3 separate regions of the Mus musculus genome follow, and all the other regions are linked to region 1. Evidence: chromatin contacts called from public Micro-C and promoter capture Hi-C data. All regions are on one chromosome and are shown on one strand. The core of a region is the stretch at or near the end of the contact, and the rest is flanking DNA. Distances in the headings are between cores, read along the strand shown.

Region 1 (4,454 bases), core at 1,365-3,864:
TGCACCGTGCCTGGTTAGCACCCTTGAAATTCTTTGCCCCTTTTAATTCTCCTAAGGCTTGGGCCCTCCTGCCTCAACTTGGCCTCCTCAATGCCCTCATCCACCCCCTTTTCTCCTTGCTTTGGGTTTTGTTGGCTCTTTATACATTTTGGCTATGGAGAAGGACAACCCGTTGAGAACCACGCGATGCTAAAGGAGTCCCCTCTTGGACAGAGACCACAGAACTCAAGGTTAGTGCTCTTTAAGAGCTGCTGATAGGCAGCTGGGCACTGTAAAATAGCAAGTTGAATTTTTAACTCGACCTCTTCTTCTCTAGTCCAGGGGACTCCCAGAGCCAGGAAAACCAGGAACGGAAAATTAAAAGTGGGTAGCATGGAATTCTGGGACTAAGACCAAACACCCCTTCTTGTTCTCAGGACAAGCCCTCCTCCCACAATAGGCTCTAGTTTCTCTACTGTCAAATCCACAAATATAAGATGAGGGTCGTGGGGCGGTGCTTCTGAGACATGCTTATATGTTCCTTGTTAAATAGCCACAAAACCCAGCCAGCAAACTGCTTTCTGAACTTCAGGCCTACCGGGCACAATTGAGCCAGAAGGTAGGACAAACTGGCCAAGCTACCTACCACCTCACCACACACCAACAGTGAGTAGCCCCCCCAGACCCCCAGTTCAGCACAGTGCTCTGGGGTTCTCTGAAGAAGAGCAAGAGCTGTCATTGAGCAGCTGAGAAAGTAGAGACAGAGGCTCTAGCTACCAGAAAAACTACGGACCTTTCACTCCTAATTCCAGTACACCCCATTCCGAAGGAGATGGGCCTGTCTCCTTTGTACGTTTACCCAGTGAAGGGGAAACACCAAACTCCATTGAATTCCGGTTGCCAGGAGGCTGCGAGCGGCCAGGAGTAAAGCTAGAGGTTCCTCGGAGGAAAGAGAGGAAGAGGCTTAAAATAGGGGCAGCCGGACTCAGGGACTCAGGAAAGAGCCAGAAAGAGAGAACTAAGTAGAAACCGGGGTCTGCCCACTGTCAGGGCTCAGAACCCTGTTAACCCATCCCCAAAATCAGAGCATATCTGAACAGCGGGAAGCTAGATGGCCAGAAAGCCCCTCATTATTTCAGGCCAGGCCAACCCCGCAAAATCCTGGAAAGGCACTTGCTAGGTTTTCTCCACTGTAGGCCAAGTTTTGGTTTTAATTTCTTCACACCACAGCAGCCCGGGAAATGGCAATAAAGGACCAAAGAAGTAGTTCAGCAAAAGAGAGTTAAGTAGCTTCACTTTGGAGCCTTTTCCTTAGAGTTCTTAAAAGGCGCCTTTTTTTTTTTTTTTTTTTTCAAATTCTAAGTCTTGAGGCCTCTTAGCCTGGCTAAAAAAAACAAAACGACTCCTAGTTCCTTTAAGTAAGAGACAAAACGCCTGTTCCGGACCAAGCCAAGAATCACCTAGAAACAGCAAAGCACTGGGCCCTGACTGCTAGCCAGCACCTACTTACCCCCTCGCTCCAAGTGAGAGCCCCCACCCGTCTAAAACCCGCAGCCCGGATAACCCTCCTCATTGTGGTGTGTTTAAAGTCGGTCTTCCCCAAGACATCATTTTATTTTTAAAATTGACCTGCTATGTTCCCTTTCAACCCGGGGAAAGCCTCTGACGATAGGGACACAGCCAGGCGATCTGGTTGGCCCCTCTGGCGGGCTCCTGGGTTCCATCGGCTTCAGACTCTCGAGACCCCCTTTCCGGGAGAGTAAGAACCGGTGCCTGGTGGGGGTGGGGCAGGTCCAACCAGGTCCACTTCCCACAAACTTGTCTTCGGCCTTCCCCCACGATCCCGAAGAGCCCTCGAAGCTCCCTCATTCGGAGCGCGACCCCAGCGCCGCAGACGCTCTCACCTGGTTTAGCAAGCTGCGCTGGCAGCGTCCCGGGCTGGGGCTCCGCGACCCAGCGCAGCGCGGCGGCCGCGGCCAACTCCGCGGTGGGACGAGGCGGCGCGGGCGGCTGGGACGCTTGGGAGGCTGGCGACGACTGCGAGGCGGTAGCGGCGGTGGCCGCAGCGTCCCCCGGCGGCGGGGGCCCTGGCAGAGCCCGCAGCGAGTCCGGGATGAGGCTCTCCAGGCTCTCGTTGGCCTGCTGCCTGCGCAGCGCCACCTGCGCCGCCATCACCCGCTGCCGCTCGATGATCAGGATGCACTTCTCGCAGGTGCAGTCCTTGAAGCGACAGTAGCGCTTGTGGCCCTTGAGCCAGGACAGCACCCCGTGGTTCCGGCAGCGCGCGCACTTGGGCGTGCGCTGCAAGGGCGCCCGCGGCGGCTGCGACACCGGGCCGCCCATGTACAGGTAGGGGGAGCCGTAGCCGTTCATGCCCAGGGCTCCCCCCGGCCGGCGGCGGGAGCTGGAGCACAGAGCTCGGAGGCCCGCTCTCGGGAGGCCCCGGAAGGTCCGCGGCGGCCGGAGCTACGGCAGCAGTCTCCCCGGCTCCGATGGCGCTCGCAGCCCGCCGGTACCCACGCGTGCCGCCTCTCTGCCCGCCGCTCTCGGGGCGCAGGCTCCACCCGCAGGTCCTCCCACGCTGAGGCTCTCCAGCAGCTGCAAGGAGCCGGGGAGAGCTCTGATTACGGTCTGAGCCACTTCCTTCCCTGGTCCCTTCCTCGCAGACTGGACCCAGCACCTCCTCCGCCACCCTCCCCCCCCAGTCCCTCCTCCCTCCCGCCGCCACCCCCCCCCCAATCGGGGTCCCAGCCTCCTTGCGCTCCCCACGCGCTTTCCTCCTCCCTGGCAGGCACCCCTCGGGTTCCTGCACCTCACCTTCCCCGCCACCTGCAGCCTGGCCTCTCAGGCGGGGGCGCTCACAGCCCCCTCTGCCAAGCGCTCTGTTACCCCTTCCTGAGCCGGGAGGGACTGCGCCGCTGCGGTACCGCGGGAGCGCTGGGCGGACCGGGTGTGGGGCGGGGGACGATGGGGAGGGGGGTGGGTGTTTGTAAGCCAGCCGGCAGGCCTCTCCCCTACCCTCTCACGTCGCTCCAGCACTGGCCTCGAAGCACTGAGCCCTAGACCGCTTTCCTTCCCACCCTTGGCCTCAGCCATTCGGAGCTTGCGAGGGAATTGAGGGTACTCCGCAGGTCGGCCCCGGGAGAACCGGGTTTCAAGAACCGGAAAGTCTCCACCTGGCAAGAGGAATCAAAAGAGGGGTAGTAGTGATTCGGGAATTCTTCGCTTGGTTTTGCAATCTAGTTTCTTTTTCATTGCTACAGAAGAAAAATGAGTATTTTTTTTTTTAATCTGTCAGGCTTCAGGAAGACAACTCGTTTTATAGGGTAACTTCAATTTTCTACTTAACCTCCTCTTGTCTTTAAAATAAACAATCTCTGCCTTGAATGACCTCTCTGCCTTGGACTGCCAAGTGCTCTCTTGGATGTTTTTCTTAAGCACTGTTTAAACTTTCCGAGGGTGTAGGGAGAAGACACATTAGTGGCCCCAAAGTTACCTGGTATTTTGTTCACGCAAAGGCCACTGAATCAGCCAAGGTCCGGAATTGCCCAGTTCAAATCCCCACAGACGCTGTGTTTTACTTAAGAATAAGGAATAGACCCTACTCGTAACAATCTTTGCGTGACGATGAAGAGTCTCCTGTATAACCTTAGACTGCATAAGCCTTTTTTTTTTACAGCATAAATTTCGTTTATACTCTTTGCTTGTTTTCAGTATTGGTTTGTCCAATGTCGAGTATTACTACGTACGTGTAGAGAAGGCTGCCTTTTTTCACTCAACCAAGAAAACAACCGAACAAAAATCAAGGCATAAAGTAGGCTCAGGACCGCTTTAACAACTCAGTGGGAAGGAGCCAACGGAAGTCCCGGACGGTCTTTTAGCGGCCCCTGGGAACGTGCGCTCCGCTTCTTACTGTGTGGGTGAAAGTTAACGTAAACGGGTCTGCTGCGGTACCTGACTCCTGAACTGCACAGAGACCATAGTCTCTTTCTGGAGGTCGCTTTCCAGTGCCCAGCCCTACCGCCAGCCAAGGAAGAGAGCATCGCTGGCAATCTTGAGTTTGCTGTGAATTCTAGGACTGTGTCGTCCGAGGTTCAAGCAGCAAGCTCTCTGCCCAGAAGAGTGATTTGGAACCGGGAGAGAGCTTTGAACGCGGAATATAAATGTAGCTTTGTACCTTTTTTCCCCCTCGATGCCCTTAGCTACTCGGGTTTCAGGTGCGTGGAGGAGTTGATAGTTGTTCCGGGCTGACCTGCTGGGACTGGAAAGGAACCCCTTGCACACGAATGCTATCTCCAAGATAATTTCCCCAAAACTGCACGGAACCAGTACCCCTGGCTTTTGCCCTTTTCCCCCCACCCTTCTAACCTGGCCTCTTTCCACCCTTGGTCAGAAAAACAAGTTTCTAACTCTACAACTAGTAGGACTTTTGTAAATTGTGGAGACGGGGCACAAGGGTCACGCGTTGATCTTTG
Region 2 (4,454 bases), core at 1,348-3,847, 1.6 Mb before region 1:
CCCCACTTTCCTGATCCCAGCTCAACAACTTCTGGTGTTGGACTAGCTCCTTGAAGCAGTCTGGATGCTTTCCGACCACTCCGTAAAAAACAGCACCTGATGGAAAGTTAGCACTTTAAACATTCCAAGAATCCAAAAGGTTCTGCAGCTAAGGAGACTCCTTTCTCCCAACTCCCCGGATCACAGTCAGTAATGGATTTTATGCATTCGTGTTTTGAAATACTACAAAATATATAGCCCGAGTCAAGTCACTCTTCTGAGAGATGGTTTAATAAGTTAACATTACTCATCCATTAATGATTAATGTCAGCGTCTGAAATGTTCTGTTAAGCAGGGCTTCTCTGGGCACAGAGGTTTGTCACAGGAAGGATTCTAGCGTCACGATACCTGGGCCCTTTTCAGAGTGCAGCTGGAGAAAGCGCCAGAGGGAAAGGCCCCTCTGAGCCTGGCTGATCTTAAAGGTAACCCAGCTGGGGCAGCTCAATTAACTCCGCGTAGACACGTGACCAAGCTAAACGCAATCCAGCTACCAGCCAATCGCATGGGGCAGAAAAGCCCTGCCCAGCTTCTCACGCTCCGGACAGCGGAACCAAAGGCCCAGGGGCGCTGGGAGACTTAAACACCCCAGCATAGCTCGACAGACAGCTTGACCACACACTTGAAAGTTCGCTCTCACTCCAGGACACACGTGACCGCACGCAGGCGGGCCTTCTAAGCTACCCGGCGACAGGAGATGTGGATTGTGGACTATTTAGAGCTGGGACAGCGTTCTGCCCTAATTACCTAGAGCTGGTTGGCAAGCAAGCACTTTGGTGTCACCTCTTAAGACCTCTAAGACCTCTTCAGTGGCCCGCCAAGGATCAGACGCGGACCTTGTTAGGAAGGCATCTTATCACCTGCTCTGGAAAGTTGTGTGACCCAAGATGGGGTGCTGGAAACACACAGGGCTCCAAAGCCAGTGTGCCGACCCCCTGGGACTCGACAGTAGTCACCCCGCCCTCCCCAAGCTCCAGTCACACGCTCCAGCTCCACACCTTCGGGCCGTATTGTGCAGAATAAAGGCTAATTACAGTCACTACACTGGGACTCAGTTTCTCTGGGGGAAAGTGTTGCCCAGAATGAGGCTCGGCAAAGTAACCTGATTAAGTCTTGATCCCACTCCCCTCCCCCGTTCAGTTATCTCAGAGACCCCAGAGGTTTTTAAAAGCCGCAGTAGCTGCGGAATCCCCGGGGATGGGAGAAAGAAAAGCACTCGGAGGACAGTCCAGTTGAAAGCCACTCTTGGAGCCCGAGAGACGGCCCGGCGCCTGGGGAGTCTCAGTCCCGGGCGCAGGCTGCGTACTTGTCATGGCTCGGCCTCCAGGCTGCCGCCCACCGAACGTGCGCTTGCTCACGGCAGCGCGAGGACTCCCGGCTCGGCCGGCACCTGGCGCCCGGTGTCCTCGGAGACGCCCACCTTCACCCACTGTGCGCTCTCAACCCTGCTTAAGTCTGAGGGGCGCACTCGGGCTTCCAGGCCCCGTGCTCTGCCACGGTCCTAACAGCCCGCCTGGCAGAGGAGGCAGAACCATTGTTCAGTGGCTCCAAAGCCCACATCCCCTAGCCCTTGTCAATGGGGGGTGAAAACCATGTAAAACAGAGGTTCTGGGAAGAAGGGGGACACAGAAGAATGACAACAAGTTCAAGGGACGCTTTAGGACACCCTAAACCCCACCGTCCCCCGGGCCTGGCTCCCAGTAACCTCGGCTCTGACAGCTCAGAGGCGCCACCCGGGTGGGGAGGGGAGGCAGGAGAGGAGCGTGGAGAGGCGCCTGCTAGGAGGGGATGGGCAAGAGGAGCCCCGGGGTCCCCCAGAACGCGGCGATCGCGGACGCCTCGGCTTGTTTCGGGCCGAGTGCGGAGGGGCGCGTCCCCACTCACCGCTTGCAGTGGCGCCGCTGTCCCGGGGCGCCCAGCACAGCGCGAGCAGCAGCCACAGCGCCCAGCGCGCGGACGTGCCCATGCTGCCCGCCCGGATGGTGCCTCCGTCGCGCCGTCGTTGTCGCCGTTCGCTCCGCACAACAAGTTACCAGCCCTTCGGAGAGGAAGAAGGAGGTGGGGGCGGGGAGGGAGGAGACGAGGAGGAGGGGGAAGGAGTGAAGAGCCGGGAGCACGGAGAGCACGCAAGGAGCGGGCACCCTTTCCCTGCAACTTGCACACTCTACTCCCCGCCAGCCACCCACCCAACCACCCACCCGGTCACCTCCCCCGCCGCGGCCGCGGTGTGCGCGCGGACCCTGCGGGCGGAAAATAATGCAGGCGTTGCAGAGAAGGGGAGGGAGAGGGGAGGGAACGGCGCGGGAGGAGGGGGCGGGGAGCCCGTTCGCCACCGAGGACAGCTCAAGTGAGCGGTTTGGGGGCAACCACCCGGGCGGCCGCAGGAGCGCGGCCGAGCGGCGCGGGGACCCCAGCGGGGGAGCTCAGCCCAGCAGCTCAGGCACGCACCGCTCTCCCGCGCGCAGTGAGGAGGGTGCGGGGGCAAGTGGCAGCGTGCGTGCGTGAGTGGCTGGGGCTGGGGCTGTCGCCGCCGCCATCCGGATGGCTCCAGGGGCTCGACTGCTCCGCGCGTTGGCCCGGGGCTCACGGGGGACCCGGGGCGGCCGCTGGTTGGCTCGCGCACCGTCCTCACCTCCAATCCCGGGTGCCTGTCCTAATTTCCTGATCCAGGGAACCTGCGGCCGCAGCAGCTGTGCGCTCCCTAGCTCCCTACAGTTGCTACTGTACCCTCCTGGCGCCTTGGCTAGGAGCGCTGATGCAACTATTGCTGCTCTTGCCACCGCCTCCAGGCTTGATGGGGCTGGCAGTTGAGGGGTCTGGGGGGCAGCAAGGAACCCTTTTCCTCCCTCTCCTGAGCCCCTAGGAAGGGCTGATGTAGTGAGGTCGGTAGGTAGCATCTTCCGGGGGACTCTTCTTTCCAACCTGAAAGTGATGAAGAGGAGGGGTGCGAAAGCTCCGCTGTTCTGCTGTGGGGTTCGGAGTCCCATCTCAATGGCAAGCTGAGATGCCATTTTGTTAAAAATTAAATGTGGCTTTAAGTAAGAGTGTGTGAAAGAGAAAGAGAGAAAGAACAAGAGCGCTCCCGCGGTTGTGGCTTGTCCTCTGTAATAGAACAAGACTAAAATAACCGAGTCTGGGATGGGGAGGAGGGAAATTGCCAGCGCAGCTCTGCATTCTCTCATCAACGATTAGAGTTAATTGCTAATTGCACAAAATGATAGTTTGAGGGCCTGTAATTAAAAGCTTAACCTTTTTCTGGTTGGAGGAAGGGGACCCCGGTAGATTTATTCTTGGTATAGTTTGTAACGTTCAATTATAAGCATTGTGGAGGGAAAGAAGTCAACCCTCCCAGAGAGGATAGATTGGAGGGAGGTGGGTGCCAGACAGGACCTAAGTTTATGGTTTGTTCTTAGTGTACTTCAGTTTTCTTGAACACATCGCCTTGGTTGAGATGCTTTCTGTGGTATACCACAGATTTTTCCAAATTATTTCACCTGTTAATATGTGTGTATGTGCTTCTGTTTTATAAGTTGCTGTACCTCGAATGAATCAAAGTTGACAGATTTCAGATTCCATGTCCTAGCTTCCTTCTGGCATTGTAATGTCACCTTGGTTCTCTTGAGCAGTTCTCTGGGGACAGTCTACTAGGAGAGATGTTCTCATGTACCCAGGAGACCCTGGGGGTAATTCTCAGCCAGGGTACATTTTGATCGGTGTAATTTAGCCTCATTGTGATGGATAATCTCACATGCAGATGGGGTCTTTCAAAGCTGCTCACTGTGGATGCTGTTGTGTATAATCAGAGGGTAGGAGATGGGCGGAAACTGCATGGTGAACACGTGATCACAGCCAGTACCAGTCCACAGACCAAGTTTGAGGGGGATGGTCTAACTTTCGTATCCCTGGGGCTTGAAAAGCTCATAGTCACTTTACACCTGATGAAATGGGTGGGGGACATAGGTGAAGTCAATAAATAGTCAATATGAACAGGCTCCATAGTTAACTGAGACGTCACAAGCTTGTTTTCAATGTTTTACTTGAGAGAGAAAGGTACACGACAAGGGAAACATTGATACGGCACATAAGACTTAACTTTGACAAACATGTATTATGCTTTCTAGCATAAATAAACTGTTGGTAAGCCAAGTTATGGCTCTACACTCAACCTGGTGGCTTTTTTGGTCTATCATTCGACTGCCTCTGCCTCTGTGTAACTTCAAAGGATAAAAACAAACCACTCCCTTTTCTGTGCCTGCCATCTGACCTGTAAACTGAAATCAGAAACAACCCACATGATACTCAAAATCATCTGTGGCCTCAAGAAGCAGGTCTCTTTCAGACCAACCTATTAGAGGCTGAAAGAAGTTCCAAAGGACGAATGCATATAATTAACATAGAGAGTAACTGATAACTAAGAG
Region 3 (4,454 bases), core at 746-3,245, 1.1 Mb after region 1:
TGTGGGAGTCTAACGCCTCTGAGCGCTTTTGATCCACTGAGAGGTCATTCAGATTTGGCTTCGCCTGTTTTCATATCCCCTATGGCATCGCCTCTCTGGGAAGCAAATCCACTTCCCACTCCTTGAAGTTCAGAGTGGAAGTCTGAGGCACGCGACAGGGAGACTGATTTCCCCAGCCCCAGATTCCAGCCAGCCCGCGACTCAGAGCGGTGAGATGCTGCCCCCTATACAGTGATTCACAGCAGTTGGTTGCAAGGTTCTTTGATCTTTGATCCGCTGCTCTTTCTCTGCTGCCCCCTCCACTGGCCCCATCTTGAACTCTGTTAAGTCAGTATTGCTGTTACTTTTTGTTCAAGGACTAAGAGTAAGGAAAACTGTGTCCTCGCCTGTGAGTTACTGGATGTCTTAGGGCTACGGTTTTCTCATCTGAAAAGCGTGCAAGCTGGACCACACACATGTTCTTACTCTGTGCTTTAATAAGTCCAGAATGCTTGGACCCAAGTCCTAAGTTAGTGATGCCTTAAATCGCTAGTAGCGGCCACACACACCTGGAAGAACACTGGAGATACCGTCCCTAACAATACACATCTATTTGATTTGTCAGCTTTACGTGAATAAAACTTTAAGAACAATGCATTTTTTGTTATAAAGGAATTTTTATGCTTCATTCCAGGGTGATACTAAACCACCACAAATTCACTCGAGTTGGGGTTGGGGGTGGGGTTGTTAAAAGATTTCAAAACTGCCTGCAGGTGCTCTTTGTAGAGCCTCAAGGGAGTGTCCTCAAGCAAGGGTCATCAAATGCTGGTCTTCCTCTGACAGAACGCAAGTTTTCTTTCCCACAAGTGTTTTGTTTTGTCTGAGGAGGGGAAAGTGGAAGGAAGTGATAAAGCTGAACTGTACCACTTGCTTCGACCCAACTGGGAGGGAGTCGCTCTCTTCCTGTGCCTGTTAGATAAATTTAATTTTAGCGTTCAGAACAGCACAACTCCAAACGGATCCTTAGATCTAGCCCCTACCCTCTTCGAAGCTAAACTAACCTAGTGAGATTCCAAGTGGCTCCAGCAGGCGCGCCCCCATTGTAGCTCAATGGCGCGGGACCCCTCACTAGCCCATCCCTAACCTGTTGGATAGATCGTCCTTCTTGAGAGCACCTGCTATCCTTAGAAGGGAGACAAGTGTGGTCTCAGAACCTTTGCGCGTCCCTTCCTGATAAAGGGGGTATAGGGGAGGGCTCTGCTTGCTTAAGTGCTGGCTCCTCAAGGAAGAGGAGTCAAGTCTGGCATTGCCCGACTGGTGGCCAGGGACACTGGCAGCGGCACGCCCTACCCCAACACAGTCCACAGCAGTGAGGCTTCGAGACTCTGAGAAGCTCCCAGAAGCTCTGGAGCTTTGGAGGATCCCGCTAATCTCAGGGAGCCGCTTCACCCCTGCTCTGAGTCCTGGCTGCACAGTGGCCCGGGCGCACAATCTCCCACGCACCGACTAGAGCGTTAGGTCCGACTGCGGGCTGCTCTGCTGCTGCAAACCGGTCTGGCTTCCTTGCAGGGCGTGCGGGACAGAGCAGAGGGTGGAGAGAAAAGGGGAAGAGCCTGGGCGGCCGGCGGGCGGGGCCTGCAGCCTCCCGGAGTCGCGGCCGCCGTGCAGCCTGCTCGCTGCCCGCCCCGCTCGGACTCCGGCGCGCCGTGCGGGGGCCCGTGGCTGCGGGGCACCGCCACTCCTCGGCCTCCATCCCCCGATCTCGCCTCGCCGCGCCACCCGGCGCTGTCTGGTCCTAGTGGTCCGCTTGCCGTTCTGCCGACCAGAGGAGCGGCGGGAAGGAAGGGGAACGCGGGGACACGCACACCGGCCGCGGCGCGCGCGCATTGCACACTCGCAGCCGCGCGTCCCCGTCGCCGCGCGTCCGAGCCCAGTGTGGCCCCGCGGCAGGGCCCGGCACCTGCCCGCCCCCCCACCCCACCCCCCGGCGCTGCTCCGGCTCCGCCCCGCCCGCCGCCCGCCGCCCGCTGCAGCCACCGGAGAACCCACGACATCCCGACAACTTGCCCGCGGTGGCGCAACTGGTCTCGGCCGCCAAGGCTCCAGCACGCCGGCCGAAGGAGGTAAGTTTCCTGCGCGTCCCCGGCAACCCTGCCTACACCCTCCCTTGCCGCCGCGCCTGAGGCTCTGTGTGTCTCTGCTGGGACCTGACCTGCTCTCCACCTTTCCACTTTGCCTGTCCAAGTTGTGCTGGGGGTGACATGGAGGGGGCGCCCGTGGTCGTCAAACCAGGACCTTCGCTCCTCGGGGGCCACAGCTGCGCAGTCCCCGTGGGCACCGACCGCCTCGCTACCCTGATCCCTAGGGCCGCAGTGACACCCAGTGATCCCTCGGGCTCACTTAAGTCAGAGACCCCTCCCTCGTTTCTGGGGAACCTGCTGAGTTTTGTTGCAGCAGGAGAGGTGTCTCCGTCATTCTCCCCTGCTTCTAAACAGCAGCGAACTTGTTAGGCGCCCCCCGGGATGTACAGAGGGGCTTCCACGAGTGGCGTTCTGCTTGATTTCTGGCTCTGGCGCCGGGTGGAACAGGTGAACTACAGTTCCAGCCTGAAAACAGCCGCCGACTTTTACAGTCCCCTGTCTTCAATGGCCCTGTCAATGTGACGATTCAACATCTGGGGCGGGGGTGGGGGGTGGCGGGGGGGATGGGGAGAGCGCTGGAGTTGGACTTGCCACTCTGGTGCCAGGAGTCGTCAGAACCGAAGACAACAAACGTCTGCTTATCTCTCATCTATGCAGATGAGCATGTTCTCATTTCTTACCCCCACCCTCTCAAGCCGGCTGTCTGCTGTGCACAGCACGCTTGGGTAGAAACCTGTTCCAGAGAAGTTGTTTGGGTAGTCAGTGAATTTGTTCTTCATGTCTACTGAAGTCAGGACTTTGAACAGGATCTGCTATTTACTATGATGCTATGTAAAGGAAGCGCATGCTGACTCTCAAGTAGCCATCCCCCCCACCCCCCCCACCCCCGCCTCTGCCCTGGCTCTGCCCCTTGATGGCATTCTCAGCCTGGTAGAGGTCCCCCTGTAAAATGAATGGTCCATAAGGACTGAGACCTGATTAATCTGATCTAAGAAGTAGTCCGAGGCTGTTCTCTTGAACTTAGCTGTAAAGGGCCCCTTTCACCTCTCTTCCGGGAGACTTCCCTCTTGTTCTGTGTAGAGGCTGTAGTGTTTTTGCAGTCGTTGGAGTAGATCAAAGTCCAAGGATTGGTTTTCCTTAGACTCCAGTGTGATGGGGGTTCATGGAAGCTTCTGTCAGAGGGCTGCCCACTGAAAGGCAAAACAGAAAAACAAAAACAAAAACTTACCCAACCAAGTTCAAGGTTGAGCCTTAAGTGTCCTGTGCGATCTCTAAGCTGAAGAAAATGCTGGGTTCTGTGTACAAAGGTGGAGGACCCCCCCCCCCCAGGATGCATGGGAAGTGCAGCCATCCTTGGGCAGGAAAGTTGAACAGTGCTTACAGATAAAGCCATATTACATTTTTATCCAAACTAAGAAAACTGGAGGGACTGGGGGGGAAAAAAAACCCACCTAATATTTGCATCAGTGTCTTGCAATTTTTAATTGCTTTTCAGTATGCTCATCTTATTTCAACCACTTCTGAGGGAGGTGTGGTGAAGATGCTTATCATAGGTTTAGAGGAGGCATGGGGGACTCGGATTCTGGGGTTTATCACAGTGACAATCGGTCCTTCCAGTTAAAGCCAGCCTTGCTGTCCCTCATTCAGAGCCAGCCCTGTACTAGTGAAGTCTTCTTTTCTTTAATGGCTAGATTTGTCGTCTCCTCACAGTGGTCAGTTCGACCTCCTTGTGATTTGATGCTCACATTTTGCAGATGTGGGGAAACTCGGGGGTCAGGCCATCATGAGAGTTTTACATCACTTCTCGAACCCTGAGTGGATGGTCCAAGAGGGAGAGTTCATCTAATCGCCTGACAGTTTGTTGCTTTGTGTTTTCTGTCATTGTCCCACTTCTGATTAGATGAGGTCACTCTGTTCAGTGAGCTGGTTGGTGAACTGGGCTGTAGCTCTGACACAGCCTTTGTGCCAGACCATACGCTGAGCCTTAAGCATTTCTCATGGGAAACAAAAAAGTGCCTACGAAATTATGTCTCTTTTGGCCAGCTTTAGCATCCTTCGGGGTCTAATAATGTGGTATTATTTCCTGTAGGAGAAACCCAGTTTCCCTGTATCAGCCAAGGGAGCTAGCTAATCATTGATTCCAGCTTCAGTTTGTTTTTTCTGACTTGGGCAGTTTCACATCGTACCACTTGACGGAGGGAAAGAAAACTGCAAGTGTGCTTGAGCAGCTTCGAGCACCTATGCTGCTTAGTGCTTCTATTTGACTTTGAAGTATTCAGGTTAAAGTTCTCTCAGGTATGAATTGGTATTGCATATGCACTTTTTTTTTGAAGC

The links. Promoter capture Hi-C pulls out the DNA fragments that hold promoters and counts their contacts. A called contact is a pair of places that touch in the nucleus more often than the background predicts.
Region 2: a promoter capture Hi-C map of embryonic stem cells shows a contact between it and region 1, with 14 read pairs. A contact is called at or near these places in 3 of 39 promoter capture datasets (embryonic stem cells and liver), 7 of 484 Hi-C or Micro-C datasets (all in embryonic stem cells) and 3 of 130 datasets of targeted methods (all in embryonic stem cells).
Region 3: a Micro-C map of embryonic stem cells shows a contact between it and region 1, with 4 times the contacts expected there. A contact is called at or near these places in 1 of 39 promoter capture datasets (embryonic stem cells) and 2 of 484 Hi-C or Micro-C datasets (both in embryonic stem cells).

The regions. Positions count from the first base shown.
Region 1 is chr19:25,608,697-25,613,150 of GRCm38.p6, reverse strand. Dmrt3 (doublesex and mab-3 related transcription factor 3) reads right to left here and starts at 2,614. Exons shown (of 2, transcript NM_177360.3): 1 at 1,884-2,614. The coding sequence starts at 2,352.
Region 2 is chr19:27,215,163-27,219,616 of GRCm38.p6, reverse strand. Vldlr (very low density lipoprotein receptor) reads right to left here and starts at 2,597. Exons shown (of 18, transcript NM_001161420.1): 1 at 1,921-2,597. The coding sequence starts at 2,002. The region is part of intron 3 of Gm35438 (a long non-coding RNA gene); the gene reads left to right.
Region 3 is chr19:24,553,413-24,557,866 of GRCm38.p6, reverse strand. It overlaps Pip5k1b (phosphatidylinositol-4-phosphate 5-kinase, type 1 beta), which reads left to right and starts at 1,995. Exons shown (of 15, transcript NM_008846.3): 1 at 1,995-2,102. It overlaps Gm50341 (predicted gene, 50341), which reads right to left and starts at 1,535. Exons shown (of 2, transcript NR_169181.1): 1 at 1,483-1,535; 2 at 457-859.